4 separate regions of the Mus musculus genome follow, and all the other regions are linked to region 1. A link is a contact called in public promoter capture Hi-C data. All regions are on one chromosome and are shown on one strand. Each heading gives the region's core, a stretch centred on a gene start, on an enhancer-like site or on the middle of the called end of the contact. The rest is flanking DNA. Distances are from core to core; before and after follow the strand shown.

Region 1 (3,208 bases), core at 494-2,993:
CAGAAACAGCAAGACACAGAGAAAGAGGATGGAGATATGAGGGGAGGAAGAGGGGGAGGGGAGGGGAAGGGGGAGAAATAGTCAGATGTCCTTGAATTTAGGGGTCCAGTTAGAGATTGACTGATAAAATAACATCAACCTGAGACAAGTGTCCTGGTGTGTCTCTTCTACTCTACATCAAGTCTTTGAAAAAATGGAAAAGCCAAGCCCCTCAGGTTGATGCAGATCACTGGGGCCATGGTGTGGTAAGCAGAGTTTAACCCAGATTTCAACCCCACCTCTCCAGTCTCTAGCTGGTGCTGTGAATAACCTGCACAATTGCATTGACAGCATCTCGAGGCTTTGTTGACTCTGGAGGAAGTGTCCTCGCCAGGGTAAGCCACTTCCTAGATCTAGCCAAGAAAGAGCTCCCAGTACTAGCACAGGCTCCTTCTGAACTTTCTTACTTTTTTTTTCTAATATTTTACTTTTAAATTGTGTGTATGTGTATCTATGTGTAGGTTTATGCATGTGAGTGCAGTGACTCTGGAGGCCACAAGAGGGCGTCAGATCCCTCTGAAGTTATAGTTACAGGAGATTGTGAGCCACCTAACATGAGTGTTGGGAACCTAATTCTAGTCCTCTGCGAGAGGAGCAAGCACTCTTAACTGCTGAGCCTTCTCTCTAGCACCCTCCCGACCCTGGAAATGAGAAAGGGCTGGTGAGTAAGGAAAAGGTCTATGCTCAAAGACCTTTAGCTTTTACATGCAGGTCAATAGTCTAGAGCCTGCAGGATCTCACACTCTCAGCCACTGTGCATATGCTTGCATTTCCCCATACCAGGACCAGATAGCCAGAGATGCTCCTATCTCTCAGAACCACTTACAATAGCGAACCCAAATCCTTCTCACGGAACCATGCTGACAGCAAGCCTCTGCCTCCAGAACCATCCTGGTACCTCCCCTAGTGGCCTTGTGTGGTGCTGCACTTCCTATTACTAGGGATCTTTGATGTGGACAAACATCTCCCTCCTGCCAGCCATTTTCAGGTCCTCAAGTCTGACCACACCTACTTAAAACAAACCCCAGACATCCTTACTTAAAATAAGATGCGGTGGGTAAAAGGGTCTCTTACGCTAGTCTGAGGGACCAAAAAGTAAGTCTTTCCCAGGCATCCTTCCCAGATGAAAGAAGCTAAAAATGAAAGCAACCCCTAGCGAGTCATTTCAGAGCCCTTCCAAACTCATACAGCTCCCTCTCCTCAGACAGCGGCCCACCTCACCAAAGCCCCTCTGCTTTCTGGCTTTAGCAGGCTCTTCCTGAATATTCACCAGTAACTGGGGTGAGGGTGGGGTTCTTCCCCGGCAAAGTCGGTTCATCTTTCACAGCTACAAAAGACCAGGGCTGAAAGAGGGGAGGCGTGATCGATGCTCCCCACCCCCAGAGTGGGACACAGCGCTCATTAAGAATGGAGGAACTTTTGTTTTGAAGACAAATTATTAGCCAGTCCAAGGGGAAAGCTACTGAATCCAGCAAGTTCACATACCAGCCTAAGAAACACAGACAGTCCCAAGGACAGCCATCAATCACACTAGAGCTCTCCTAGTTATTGTGTAAAAGAAATTTTTAAAAAGTAGGTCATGCATGCGCATAGTTAAGAAATGCTAAAGAATCCGAGAGCATACAGAGCTTCCCTCCCACCCAGGCCCTCTAGACTCTCTTCTTAATCTTTATTGGGCTAGGCCTATTCAATCAGGTGGGTACCTGTGATTCCCTTAACTGCCTGTTGGTGGCATTCTCTGTTCTCTATACCCCCGACACCTTGCTTTCCCTAATCTGCCCAGAATCAACAGTATACATTGGGGACCATCTCATACCAGAACATGGAAAGCTCCCGTCTCTTTCATAGCTTCCTATACATGTGTAAGCATCTCCCGGGGAAAGAGATTGATGACAAGCATCCATCATAAGCCAAGCTTCCAGCAAACCTCCCTGTATGTGCTTCTCTCTGTATGCACACCAGTGAGGCTATGGTCCGGGTACTCAGGAGTGGATGATCTGTATGCACTTTGTAGATAGCAGGAAACCGTCATTTAGATCTGAGTAACCACATTCTCACTGCACAGCCAACTAAGAGCCTCTGTCCCAGGCTACAGCATTAGCATTTAGGAAATACATATGTCTATTTGACCTTCCCAGGGGCCCCTCTGGACTGCCCAGCCTACCTTGATTCCCTGAACCATTTGCTATATAGATCACTTGTTTTTTTTTAGAATCTTTTTAGCATAATCCATCCACCCACACTGATGCAGCTTTTAAAAGCTTCAGCAAGAAGTCTGAAAAGATGTCCCTTGCTCCCCAGAGGACCGGAGTTTGGCTCCCAGCACCATGCTGGGAGACTCACAAATGCTTACACCTCCATCTCTGGAGAATCTGACACTCCTTCTTCACATATGCCTATAACGAGTGCAGACACATTCGTATACTCTCTCACACGCAAATACACTCCTAATACCTTTAAAAAGCAACAATAAAAAGTTTCCTGTTTCTGGACCTTTTGGTTCATTCCTTGGGCCTTCACTAGGCAGACCAACAGAGCATAGTACAGTGAAGATTCAGGTGGCAGTGTTTGGTGTGGCCAGTAGGTCTGCCTTTTGAGCACTGTCCCCAACCTGATACCAAGTAGCTCTAGACTGTATAGGAGGCCACTATTAGGCAGTCATGTCTATCCTGGTGATGGAGCCTGGTTTGTCTCTTTTTCTTTTTTGCCTCTCTCCCTCTCTTCTTTCCTTCCTTCTATCTTCTTTCCTTCCTCCCTCCCTCCCTCCCTCCCTCCCTCCCTCCCTCCCTCCCTCCATCCCTCCCTTGACACAGGCCTCATTACGTAGATTAGACTGGCTTTAAACTCATAGAGCTCTGCCTTCCTCGGCCTTCTGAGGATTGGGATTAAAGGCTGTGGGGTTGGAGACTGCTTTGATGATACCCAGGCATAGGGTGATCAATGGTTTGTAGAAGAGCTCAGATAAGAGGAGGGATAAGAGGAGGATGTACTTCCAGGCTTCAGCCCTTAAGCCCTCGAAAGGCTTGGGATAGTCAGGGGTAGTGTAATGGGCATGGTGACAGTTGCCTGTAAGTCCTAGCACTCGAAACGCTGGGGCAGAAGGATCATGAGTTTGGGGCCATCCTAGGCTATACACCAAAACCTTGTCTCCAAACAAAATTAAGGAGTA
Region 2 (3,208 bases), core at 289-2,788, 450 kb after region 1:
AGGGCCACCCTGAAGATCATGGCCAAGATATAATGCCAAGGACAGGCATGGTTAAACAGAGGCCAGAGGAGGTGTGAGCCCAGAAGAAGCAGCTGCTTGGCATTAATCCCTGCCTATAATTGTGGCTCGGGCCTTCCCTGGAACTGATGTGATGAACGAATCCCGATTCCACCCTCAGACCACTCGGAGCCTCTGATCGCATGGAAAGAGTGACTACTCCCCTGTGGCTGAGGTGCTGCTCCATCTCCCTTCCCCGAGTTTCAGGCTACCATTTCTGTCCCATCGCAGCCATTTTTATTGCTTTGGGTTACTGGCCTCTTTGGAGAAGTCAATATGAAGTGATGATGTCCATATAGATCATCACAGTGTGTCAGGCACAGTGCATGCGTTGTCTGATTTAATCCTCACCAAATCCTATGCCGAGAGACTCATTTTACACGGGAGCAAACAGAGCTTGAGGGAAAGCTGAACTCAAGGTCCCACAGTCTGTGAAGTGGACTGGCACTCAAACCGGGGTCCTAGACTGGGGTGAATGAACTCCGAGCCTCCCAATCGAGGAGACCTATACTCAAAGTGGGGCCACAAATACCCAGATGGTAGGGGCCTTTCCAAAGAGCCCAGAGGACACACACAGCCAGGCTTTAGGTCACATACAGTCTCATTTAATCTGCTTGGTAGCCTAGGACTCCATTTTCAGAGGAACCTGGTATTTCTAGAACGATCAGAGGTAGCTTTAGTGGCCTGAAAGAATCTTGTTTCATTTCTTATTTTGACCAGTTTAGCTAACCTGTTCAGAGGCAGGGACTGGCCTCCCTTGTTTCCCTCAGTAGTTGGGGGCTCTAGGAGGTACCAGACCCGTGGATATTGGAAGTCTTCTTCTAAAAAGCAAAGTCTCTGGGTTGACCACAATGACAACCTTTAGGCCACATCTCTGTGCCAGCTCCAACATCCCAACTGCAGTGCCGCTACTTGGGGGCGGGGGCGGGGGGGAATGCTGCAGAGCACACTGGAGAGCCAGGGGGTCATAATGAGTATCCTGCCATAGTTGTCCAATTTTCTAGAAGCACTTTCCCGGAAGTAATAAGAGTACGTCTGTAGGGCCTCTGGGGACTTCACGGGGCACATCCCGGTAGGCACCCTGAACATTTCCCCTTCGGTTTTAGATCTCTCTCTTTCCTTTTCTTTCTTCCATTTTTCCTTCCTTCCCTTTTAGTTCAGGCTGTAGGACAGAGGTGACTTCTGCCCTGGGCGTCTCAGACCTCTCTGGGTAGTGAGAAGGAATCTCCATTCCGGGTTCAGGGTCTCTGCCTACCGGCCTCCCCTGTTCTCACAGCCCAGCGCCTGTCTATTCCTCCTGTTGCTGAGATACCAGGCCTAAGTTCCCTGCTCTAGTGCAGATTGGGGGTAGCCCCACTCTGGGTCTTACCTGCCAGCTTCATACTGAAGACCAGCCAGAGCCATGGCTGCATCTTGGCGCTTTTGGGGACACTGTTCCCCTCAGTGCTCTGTCAACTGAAAGGTAGGTTAGGAGCCAGCTTGGGCGGGTGGGGCACCAGGAACGTAAGTGAGCTAAGAGGGCGGGGCCACCAGGGCAGGGGCGGAATCGTGATGTGTGTGTGTGTGTGTGTGTGTGTGTGTGTGTGTGTGTGTGTGTGTGTGTGTGTATGGAGTGCCTTCATCTTCATCCTATACAGCATCAAAGCCTTGACTTTTCAAAGAGCCCACCAGGACTCTTGTTTTCTGGTGAGAGGAAGTGATAGATCTCAGACTCAGTCATGCCAAGGGGTTGCACCTGTGTGATGCCTCTTGCCCCAGGGGGGAGCTCGGGACAGAACCCTGATACCTTGGGACAACTGAGTCACAGAGGCCAGCATGCGCCAGGCCTCATGGTTTTGTGAAGCTTGGCCCTAATTCAGACACGTCTTTACATTCGTTCTTTCTGAGCAGCTGGAGGAGGGGTTCATCTTGGTTTGAGGACACAGTCCATTGTGGTAGGGAACACGTGGTGGCAGGAGACAGAGGCTTTACGTGTGTGTGTGTGTGTGTGTGTGTGTGTGTGTGTGTGTGTGTGTCTCAGCAAGGAAAACAGTTATGAAGACCTCCCAGTTCAGAGTCCAGCTGGCCCTGGAGTGATGGAGATCCCTTGTAAGGGAGGAAGGGAAGTTAGCCAACACAGAGAGAAAGGAGGGAGAGAGGCAAGCTGGGGTGCCACAGAGGGGCTCAGACCTTGCCTGAAAGTGAGGCAAAGCCAAACCTGGACCTAGAGCCCTACGGACTGGGGTGTCTGTATGTCTCCCCTCCCCTGCCCTGCCTTACAGTGCTGTATGCCCTGAGGCTTCTTCATCAGTTTTGAGATCAAAGCCCCATCAAGAACCCATGAAGAACGGGGAGGCCTGTGGAGGCTGGCAGAGGTGAGTTGAGAGAGCTGCTGTCCAGGGAAACTGGATCCTTGGTGATCTGTCTGCTGGCGAGAGGGAGGCTGGGAAGGGCTGTGGGGGACATCCACCACAGAAGAAGAGCTAAGCGTGCATCAGGTAACCGCAGGACTTGGAAGGGAGACAAGTGGGCTAAAACAAGTTTGGGGCCAGCCTGGTATACACAGTGAGTTCAAGGCAACAGGGCTTCATAGAGAGATCCTATCAAAAATCCATCCCAGTGGATTTCTGAGTTCGAGGCCAGCTTGATCTACAGAGTGAGTTCCAGGACAGCCAGGGCTACACAGAGAAGCCCTGCCTCAAAAAGAAAAAAAAAAAAAGATTGCGAGTGTCATCTAGGCCGGAGTGTCATCTAGGCCGGCCCTGCAGCCAAGCACATTGTGCGCTTGAGTTTCAGAAGAGTGAATGGGGTAACCAGTGGTGGCTAAAGCTGGCAGTGGGGTCGAGACACAGGCCCCTCAGTGTCCAAATCCTTATTCTTTCCATCCGACTCCCTCCAGTTCCTGGTGACAGGGGCAAAAGCTGAGGCTTTTGAGTCCAGAGATTCTGGAGACAAAGAAGGAAACGGTCATGTCCTAAGCGCTGCCCTTGTAGTCCGGCTGGTCTCCACCATACCTCTTATCTGTTCCCAGGAGAATCTGCTAAGGGCCAGATGTACACAGCATAGGTAGTCCTAGGAAAACCACACAGTAGTAGCTCTCAAAATCAACGTAAAACGCACAGATCACAAAGTGGTCCAAGAGAGGTCACAGTATGTCTGCCGAGGAATGGAT
Region 3 (3,208 bases), core at 326-2,825, 400 kb after region 1:
TAATCTCCCTGAAGGGCTGTCTGGAGCAGGCACAAAGTGCAGACTCCTCCTGGAGCACAAAGCAGTCTCTTGGCGGGGGTGGGGTGGGGGGGTGGGTGGGGGGCTGGATGGGGGGAACTCCCCAGAACTTACTGTGGTAGCAGATGAGAGTGATGATCAAGGACAGCAGAAGGGCCACGCAGATTCCGGCCAAGGGTGCCCAGATGTAAATATCACAGGCGAAGTCCAATCCGGTCCCCTTCACTGACAAGATCCGAATGAATGGAATTTAGAAACCCTCTGGGACAGCCCCCAACCCTGCCCCCAGCACGTCTCCCGGTCCAGGTCTCCCTCCAAGATCAGGATTTTCCACCCCAGGCTATCTGCTTATCTCAATCGCTTGAGAGCACCTAACCTGAGCCACGGGGCCGACAATCTTCTGGTCTCTGGGGCTGAGATGTCCCGGTAGGGTGCACAGGTGAGGGAGTTCGCAGCACTGGCTTGGTAGTAGTAGAGTTCACTGCAAAAGCAATAGGGTGCCTGCGGGTCAAGCTGGAATTGTGGATGCACCAGCCCCTTTCCACTTAGCCTTTACCCAAGAAGGAGCCGTTTCCTAGCTTTTAACTAGAGGAAGAAGGAACCCCTGGATACGTGCTGGGCTACTCCGCTGCTCGCACACGCGGAGCCAAGTGTGATTTGGGGCCAATGTGCCTAGATCAGATCCAGCAGCTAAGCGACTGCGGCCCTCCACCAACCCAAAGCTGGAGTCAATACCAAAATTCTATCCTGGAGCCAACAGGGGCAGGATCACACGTGCATCCAGACTCCAGCCCAGATCCAGGGCGTTTAAAAATCACTTCCAATCCCACCCAGCACCTCAGCCTCAACTTTTTGGTCTGTAAAATGGGGACAGTATAGAAATCACCTCCAAGAGGCCCCAAGAGATTTAAGAAGAGGGAATCTGCGTGAAACTTGTTCAGATGTGACCCCTAAAACCCAGGAGACGGGAACCTCCACTTCCAAACCTTTCTGAAGGACTGGCACGACAGAACTGAAGTACATCACCGAGTTGCTGATGACTGAGCAGAAATAGTAGCCTTCGTTTTCCTTGCTGAACTTGTTCAGGGTGAGAACGTACTTATTATTCGTGTCCCTCATGGCAGAAAACAGTTTCGACGAATTCAGCTTCTCGTCCCACGTTATCTTGTTGTGGGATGAAGCCATATAGACAACGAAGGTGGGCTGGGGGAGTTTGGAGCTGGAGTTCTGGAAGAGCCAAGAGCATCCTTGCGAAACGGACCCCAACACTTCACATACCAGGTCCACCTTCTGACCAAGTTCGGCGTCCATTTTCTTTGGAAAGATTCGGAGTTCGGGTGCCTGTGGCTTAGCTTCTCCACTCCCCAGGATAATCGACTCACCCAGCAGCAGCAGGTTCAGCGACAGAAAGCGGGTCAACGGTGAGGCCATGGTGTGCTCTCCACCAGCAAGCAGCTTAGGTCAAGCTAGGGCTCTAGGGGAGGGGCCCAGGAACAGGGCGGAGGAGGTGCGGTGGGGGAGGCGTGTAGGGTCGGGGAAACTGCTCCTTTAGCCAGCTGCAGACAGAGCTGATTTCCTATGTGAGGATATGATGTCACCCAAAGTCCCCACCAAAGAGTGTCAACCACCTTTTAGGGGCCTGGGAACTCAGAGTGAGAATGCACCCTTGCAGAGCAAGTGGGAGGAATTGAAAACTGAGATTTGGGGAAGAGAAAACACTTGGAAGGGACCCTTAGGAATTGTTCTTCTGCAAGAGTGGCTGAAAGAAGAAGGATAAAGATTAAATCTTAATAAAAAAAATATGAGAGTGACAGGACATGAAGGGAGAGGAGTGCCCACTCTCCCTTTTCTTTTTCTTGTAGATAGGTTCTTGGGTTCCCCAAGCTTGCTTCAGACTCACTTCATGGCAAAGGTTGGCCTTGAATTCTAGACCCTCCTGCCCTTCCACTTCTTTTGCTGGCAGTAGTGTCTTTTTGTGTTTTTGCTTCTTGTCTGGAGGTTGAGTGGAAAGAAAATGTACAGAGATTCCAGCAGAGCAGACCAGACACTAACCAGAAGGGACTTGCACCTCCCATCAAGGGGACTTGCAAGGGGGCAGTTCAATGGGAGCCTTGAGTGGCACTCTTAGCTGCTGACAATATCCTTCCCTGGCCTCCCACCCAGGGAGCAAAGCTCACCTCCCAGTCTCATCCCTTCTTAGAACCATGGCAACAGCCTCCACACCAAATGCTCGCCAACTGGATGATCCAGCTACACACTTTGACCCTCATTCTTATCCAGGGGATCTGACAGCATCACCCCATGGCCTGCACAGCTAGAGGAAAACACCTCTCTGACTTGGTTGGGGACTAGCCCTTGGATAGGTGCTGGCTCCACCCAAGCCACCATCCCTGGCTTTGCCATGTGCCCGCCTGCAGCCACTGCCTCATAGACAGACACTTCCCTGGTTACTTATTTCTACGTTTCTAAGGTCTTGCTGCTCTCTGCCTGGCAAATGCTGGGCCCCTGCCATCTGACTTGGGCCTTTGACTTTCTCTGTTGCTTGTATGCATGTGTGTGTCCTGGGTGAATCTTGGGTGCAGGCATTTACTCTTCTCTGTCCCTGGCACACATAGACTTCATTCTTTCTTGCCCACTGCAGTCCTGAAAGCTGCCAGTCTCAGGGATGTGCTTTCTTCTTGCTTGTATGTGGCTTGTACTTAGTGGGGTTTTCCACTTGGAACCCCATACAGGGTGTGCCTCCCACGTTACTGCTTCATTCTAGTTGGAGACAGGTTGCCTGGCAGTCTCTACCCCACATCTGAGTTCTGCCCAGTGGCACGCTGTTTACCATAACCGCCACAGTGCTGGGTATGGCCACCATGTCCAGTTTACACAAACAAGTGTGTTGTTGATGTTATATTCTTATTTGTGTTTACTGAACTGCACCCCTCTGAATAGGTTTGCCTTTTGTCATTGTTTATGTTTGATGACAAGATCTCAAATAGGCTGGCCTGGAACTTACGACATAGTTCAAGCAGGCCCTAGTTTCATGATAGTCCAATTGCATTAGTCTCCAGGGTGCTAGGATTACAAGCTTGAGCCACCAAGCTCTGTATATATACAAACAAGTATTGGGTGGGCTTTAGAAACTGCTTGGTCTCAGTATTCCCTACTCTTAAGAATACCCAAATGCTGACTCTAACATTTT
Region 4 (3,208 bases), core at 209-2,708, 280 kb after region 1:
ATAATTAAATGCATAATTTACACGTAAATCTTTAGGTCCACGTGCCTTTTGTTATTATTTTAATGATGTTTTACCCTCCTGGTAGCTTGTTTTTATTGTGGATGCAGATGCTGCTATTTACAGACTATGTTTTGTAATTTTTCCTTTCTCTATAATCAATTTCAACTGACGTTCCTGAATTCTGGGACAAATGATTCAATTTAATGATTTTTTTTTAAAGCTACACTTTCAAACTGTCATTTCCAAAGAGCCTTTGGAACACACCAATACACCTAACAGTTGTCTTTTCCAAACCGAGATTTACATATTTATTTAGAAAACGTAGACAAAGATGACCTGGGCAGCTCTCTGGAGCAGTCTGTTTAACCATTCTGGGGACCGCCTAATTCTGGGGAGTGGGTAAGAGCCAGGACAGTGGAGGCGACCTCCAGGAGCCCAGCACTTGCCTGACTTCTCCACCAGCTCCCGAACATCTTTCTTCTCCGGCAGCCCGGAGTAGCCCAGCCCTCGACACTCCAGAATGGTCTTCAGCTTCTTGAAGCTCAATGCCACCGGATCCACCAGCTGAGTAGCAAAGATGCCAGTCTCGTACCACACAATGGCCTCAAAAAACCTGGCCAGGACGAACAGGACCAGGAAATACAGGAGCAAGAAAAACAGCTTCAGCCACATCTTCGCCCTCTTGGCGTCGCCAGGAGCCGGGACGCCGTGGACAAGGGAAGGGGATCGAGTGCGGGGCGACAGAGCGCAGCCTGGGCGAGGGCAGCGAGGGCGCGCGGCGGTCACCGGCGGGCCATCCCCGCGGGGAGGCAGGTGGATCGCGGCGTGCGTGCGACTGAGAGCCCCGGCTCTGGCCTTGCGGTCAGGAGCTGAGAAAGGGAGAAGGGGGGACGTTCAAACGCACCCCACCCATCGAGCTGCGGACGGCTGGAAGAGGGCAAGAGCCCACCTGGGGTGACCGGGAGGCAGCTCCGAGGGACTGCGGGCCAGCGGAGGGCGGTTGGGGCCGGACTGAGTGGTCCAGAGGGCGCGGTACTCGGCTGGGCCAGGCCCGGGGCCCGGCGCGCCCAGCGCGGGTTGGAGTGACCGCCGCAGCGCCGCGCCGAACGCCCAGGCTTCAGGCCCCGGCGGCCGCCCAGGCCTGGCGGCAGCTCCAGGTTCCCGCGGGCGGCGCCTATCAGGCCCCGCGGCCCGCGAGGGGGCGTCGCGGCGGCTCCCGCTGAGGAGGAGCGCGAGACGACAGTCGTGAAGGGAGGAAAAAAAGAGGAAAAAGCAAATAACGCTAGGCCCCAACGCGGCTCTCCCGGGCGGCTTCCTGTCAGCTGCGTAGCCGCGCGGTGCCCAGCCCCGTGCGGACGCGCCGCGCCAACCGCGGCCACCGTCCCTGCCGCCTCTGCAGGCCGCGGCCGTCGCCCCCAGAGCACTGGACCCGCTGTAGCCGCGGCCCCAGTCAAGACATAACAACTGACGTCGGCATCGGGGCGGGGTCTCGGCAGGGGCGGGGTTAGAAGCCGCGGGGTGCAAGGGGAGAGAGGGGCTGCGGGAGGCTGGGCTGGGTAAACCTTCCGAGTTACTGTGCTCTCGCGGTCCCAGCCCTCTGATGCGCTGATGTTTAGTCACTGATTTCAGTCCCAGGATTGGACATTGGACCCTGCGACACTGTGCACCTTTGTGCTGAGCGTGAAAAATAAAGGCTGCTAAAAGATGTTCGTTTTTGTTTGTGGTTTTTGTTTTGTTTTGAGACACTGCCTTATTAAATAGTCCTGGCCCGCCTGGAACCGCTCTGAACACCAAGCGGGCCTCAGAATTCAGAGATTGCCTGCCAGGCATGGAAGTGCTGGGATTAAAACCGTGCACCGCCGGGCGTGGTGGCGCACGCCTTTAATCCCAGCACTCGGGAGGCAGAGGCAGGCGGATTTCTGAGTTCGAGGCCAGCTTGGTCTACAGAGTGAGTTCCAGGACAGCCAGGGCTACACAGAGAAACCCTGTCTCGAAAACCCAAAAAAAAAAAAAAAAAAAAAAAAAAAACCGTGCACCACCACACCCACCCAAATCATCAAGATCTGTAAAAATCAGAATCTGTGTTTTAAGTCCAGTCCCTGTCAACCGCGGATGCTTTTGGGTTTTTCTTTTGTTTAGTTTTTTGTTCGGGGTGGGGTGGGGGGGAGGGGTGGCACAGCTGGCTTGAGGTGCTTGAGGTGAAACTCTGAAAACAGATGTTTTTCTACCTTTGCTTTAGAATGCGATTTTCACATGTGTGTTGGAGGAGGTATGGCCAAAAAGAATTTTAGTATGTGATCCAGTTGTGGCTAGTCTCCTAGAGGGTTAAAAAGTAGACAATGAAGGTCTGAGTTGTCAGGACAAAAGTTGTTAGGTGTGGTTAGGTCCAGGTGCAAAGGTCTGTGTGTTTTAGCCAGCCAGAAGAACTCATATAAAATGAGTTTGACAGGCAAGCGTATGGTACCTGGTTCCGTGTTTATTTAACTCTAGCAGGGTCATGTTCTCTCTCTCTCTCTCTCTCTCTCTCTCTCTCTCTCTCTCTCTCTGTCTTTCTCCCTCTCTCTGTCTTTCTCCCCCACTCTGTCTCTCTCTCTCTGTTTCTGTGTGTGTGTGTGTGTGTGTGTGTGTGTGTGTACGCGCGTGTGTGTGCATGTGTGCGTGTGTGTGAGTCTTCTTGATCAGGAAAACAAGTAGGAATTCCAGGTGAAATGTTAGCCAGCAAGGAAAAGCATGAACAACCCTAAACCAGGGGTGAAATTTTTAGGGAGAGAGTGTGACCCTCAATCAGGGAGCAAATGAGCCATGGAAAACAAAGAATGGATCATAAAATGTAGACAAAGGATAGTACCCCTTTATAACGCAGTTAACAAAGGCATCTCGGTGTACAGCTAGTGGAGGAGCTAGGAAGGAAGAAGCCTAGGAGCAGGGTGGGCAGGAATGTACAGCTTCAGACTTACAGAACAGTGTGGTGGTTTTCCAGGGCAGCAGACCACGTGGAGACTGTATTAAACTGTTCCTGCTGACAGACTTGGCTCTGTAATTTCAGCATTCTTGATTTCACAGTATAGCACTGTTATATGGTGGCATTGCTAGTCAAGTCTAAACACATAAATGATATGCCTTGCCTCGAAGGAATGCATTTTAGTAATAATAGACTCTGTCAATACACAGAGGCAATAACAGAAAAGAAGAACAGGTAGGGAAAGCT

What was found. Promoter capture Hi-C pulls out the DNA fragments that hold promoters and counts their contacts.
Region 2: a contact with region 1 is called in a promoter capture Hi-C map of embryonic stem cells, with 4 times the contacts expected there. The contact joins the promoter of Cd8b1 here to the enhancer-like site in region 1. A contact is called at or near these places in 13 of 39 promoter capture datasets (the 3T3-L1 cell line, the C10 cell line, the HPC-7 cell line and 8 more), 4 of 115 datasets of contacts at active chromatin or transcription factors (T-cell acute lymphoblastic leukemia, double positive thymocytes and embryonic stem cells) and 3 of 9 other capture datasets (adipose tissue, embryonic stem cells and liver).
Region 3: a promoter capture Hi-C map of embryonic stem cells shows a contact between it and region 1, with 3 times the contacts expected there. The contact joins the promoter of Cd8a here to the enhancer-like site in region 1. A contact is called at or near these places in 4 of 39 promoter capture datasets (cranial neural crest, embryonic stem cells, liver and 1 more), 1 of 115 datasets of contacts at active chromatin or transcription factors (embryonic stem cells) and 2 of 9 other capture datasets (liver and macrophages).
Region 4: a contact with region 1 is called in a promoter capture Hi-C map of embryonic stem cells, with 2.7 times the contacts expected there. The contact joins the promoter of Rnf103 here to the enhancer-like site in region 1. A contact is called at or near these places in 5 of 39 promoter capture datasets (the C10 cell line, embryonic stem cells, hippocampal neurons and 1 more), 3 of 484 Hi-C or Micro-C datasets (the HPC-7 cell line, cerebellum and cortical neurons) and 7 of 115 datasets of contacts at active chromatin or transcription factors (the 230-238 cell line, the SCID.adh cell line, T-cell acute lymphoblastic leukemia and 3 more).

What each region holds. Positions count from the first base shown.
Region 1 is chr6:71,768,811-71,772,018 of GRCm38.p6, reverse strand. The region is part of intron 3 of Reep1 (receptor accessory protein 1); the gene reads right to left. Among named protein-coding and RNA genes, the nearest start is that of Mrpl35, 53 kb to the left of the region's middle. Within about 2 kb of position 1,743, at least 10 of the 459 cell types and tissues checked have an H3K27ac peak or open chromatin away from gene starts, as enhancers often do. A contact at or near this core is called in the SCID.adh cell line, T-cell acute lymphoblastic leukemia, double positive thymocytes and 1 more, where this site is marked.
Region 2 is chr6:71,321,118-71,324,325 of GRCm38.p6, reverse strand. Cd8b1 (CD8 antigen, beta chain 1) reads right to left here and starts at 1,538. Exons shown (of 6, transcript NM_009858.3): 1 at 1,427-1,538. The coding sequence starts at 1,469. Gm38828 (a long non-coding RNA gene) reads left to right here and starts at 1,669. Exons shown (of 3, transcript XR_869170.3): 1 at 1,669-1,991; 2 at 2,319-2,411.
Region 3 is chr6:71,371,794-71,375,001 of GRCm38.p6, reverse strand. Cd8a (CD8 antigen, alpha chain) reads right to left here and starts at 1,575. Exons shown (of 5, transcript NM_001081110.2): 1 at 1,005-1,575; 2 at 395-499; 3 at 133-243. The coding sequence starts at 1,449. RefSeq lists a cis regulatory region at 3,092-3,208.
Region 4 is chr6:71,492,127-71,495,334 of GRCm38.p6, reverse strand. It overlaps Rnf103 (ring finger protein 103), which reads right to left and starts at 1,458. Exons shown (of 4, transcript NM_009543.3): 1 at 447-1,458. The coding sequence starts at 672.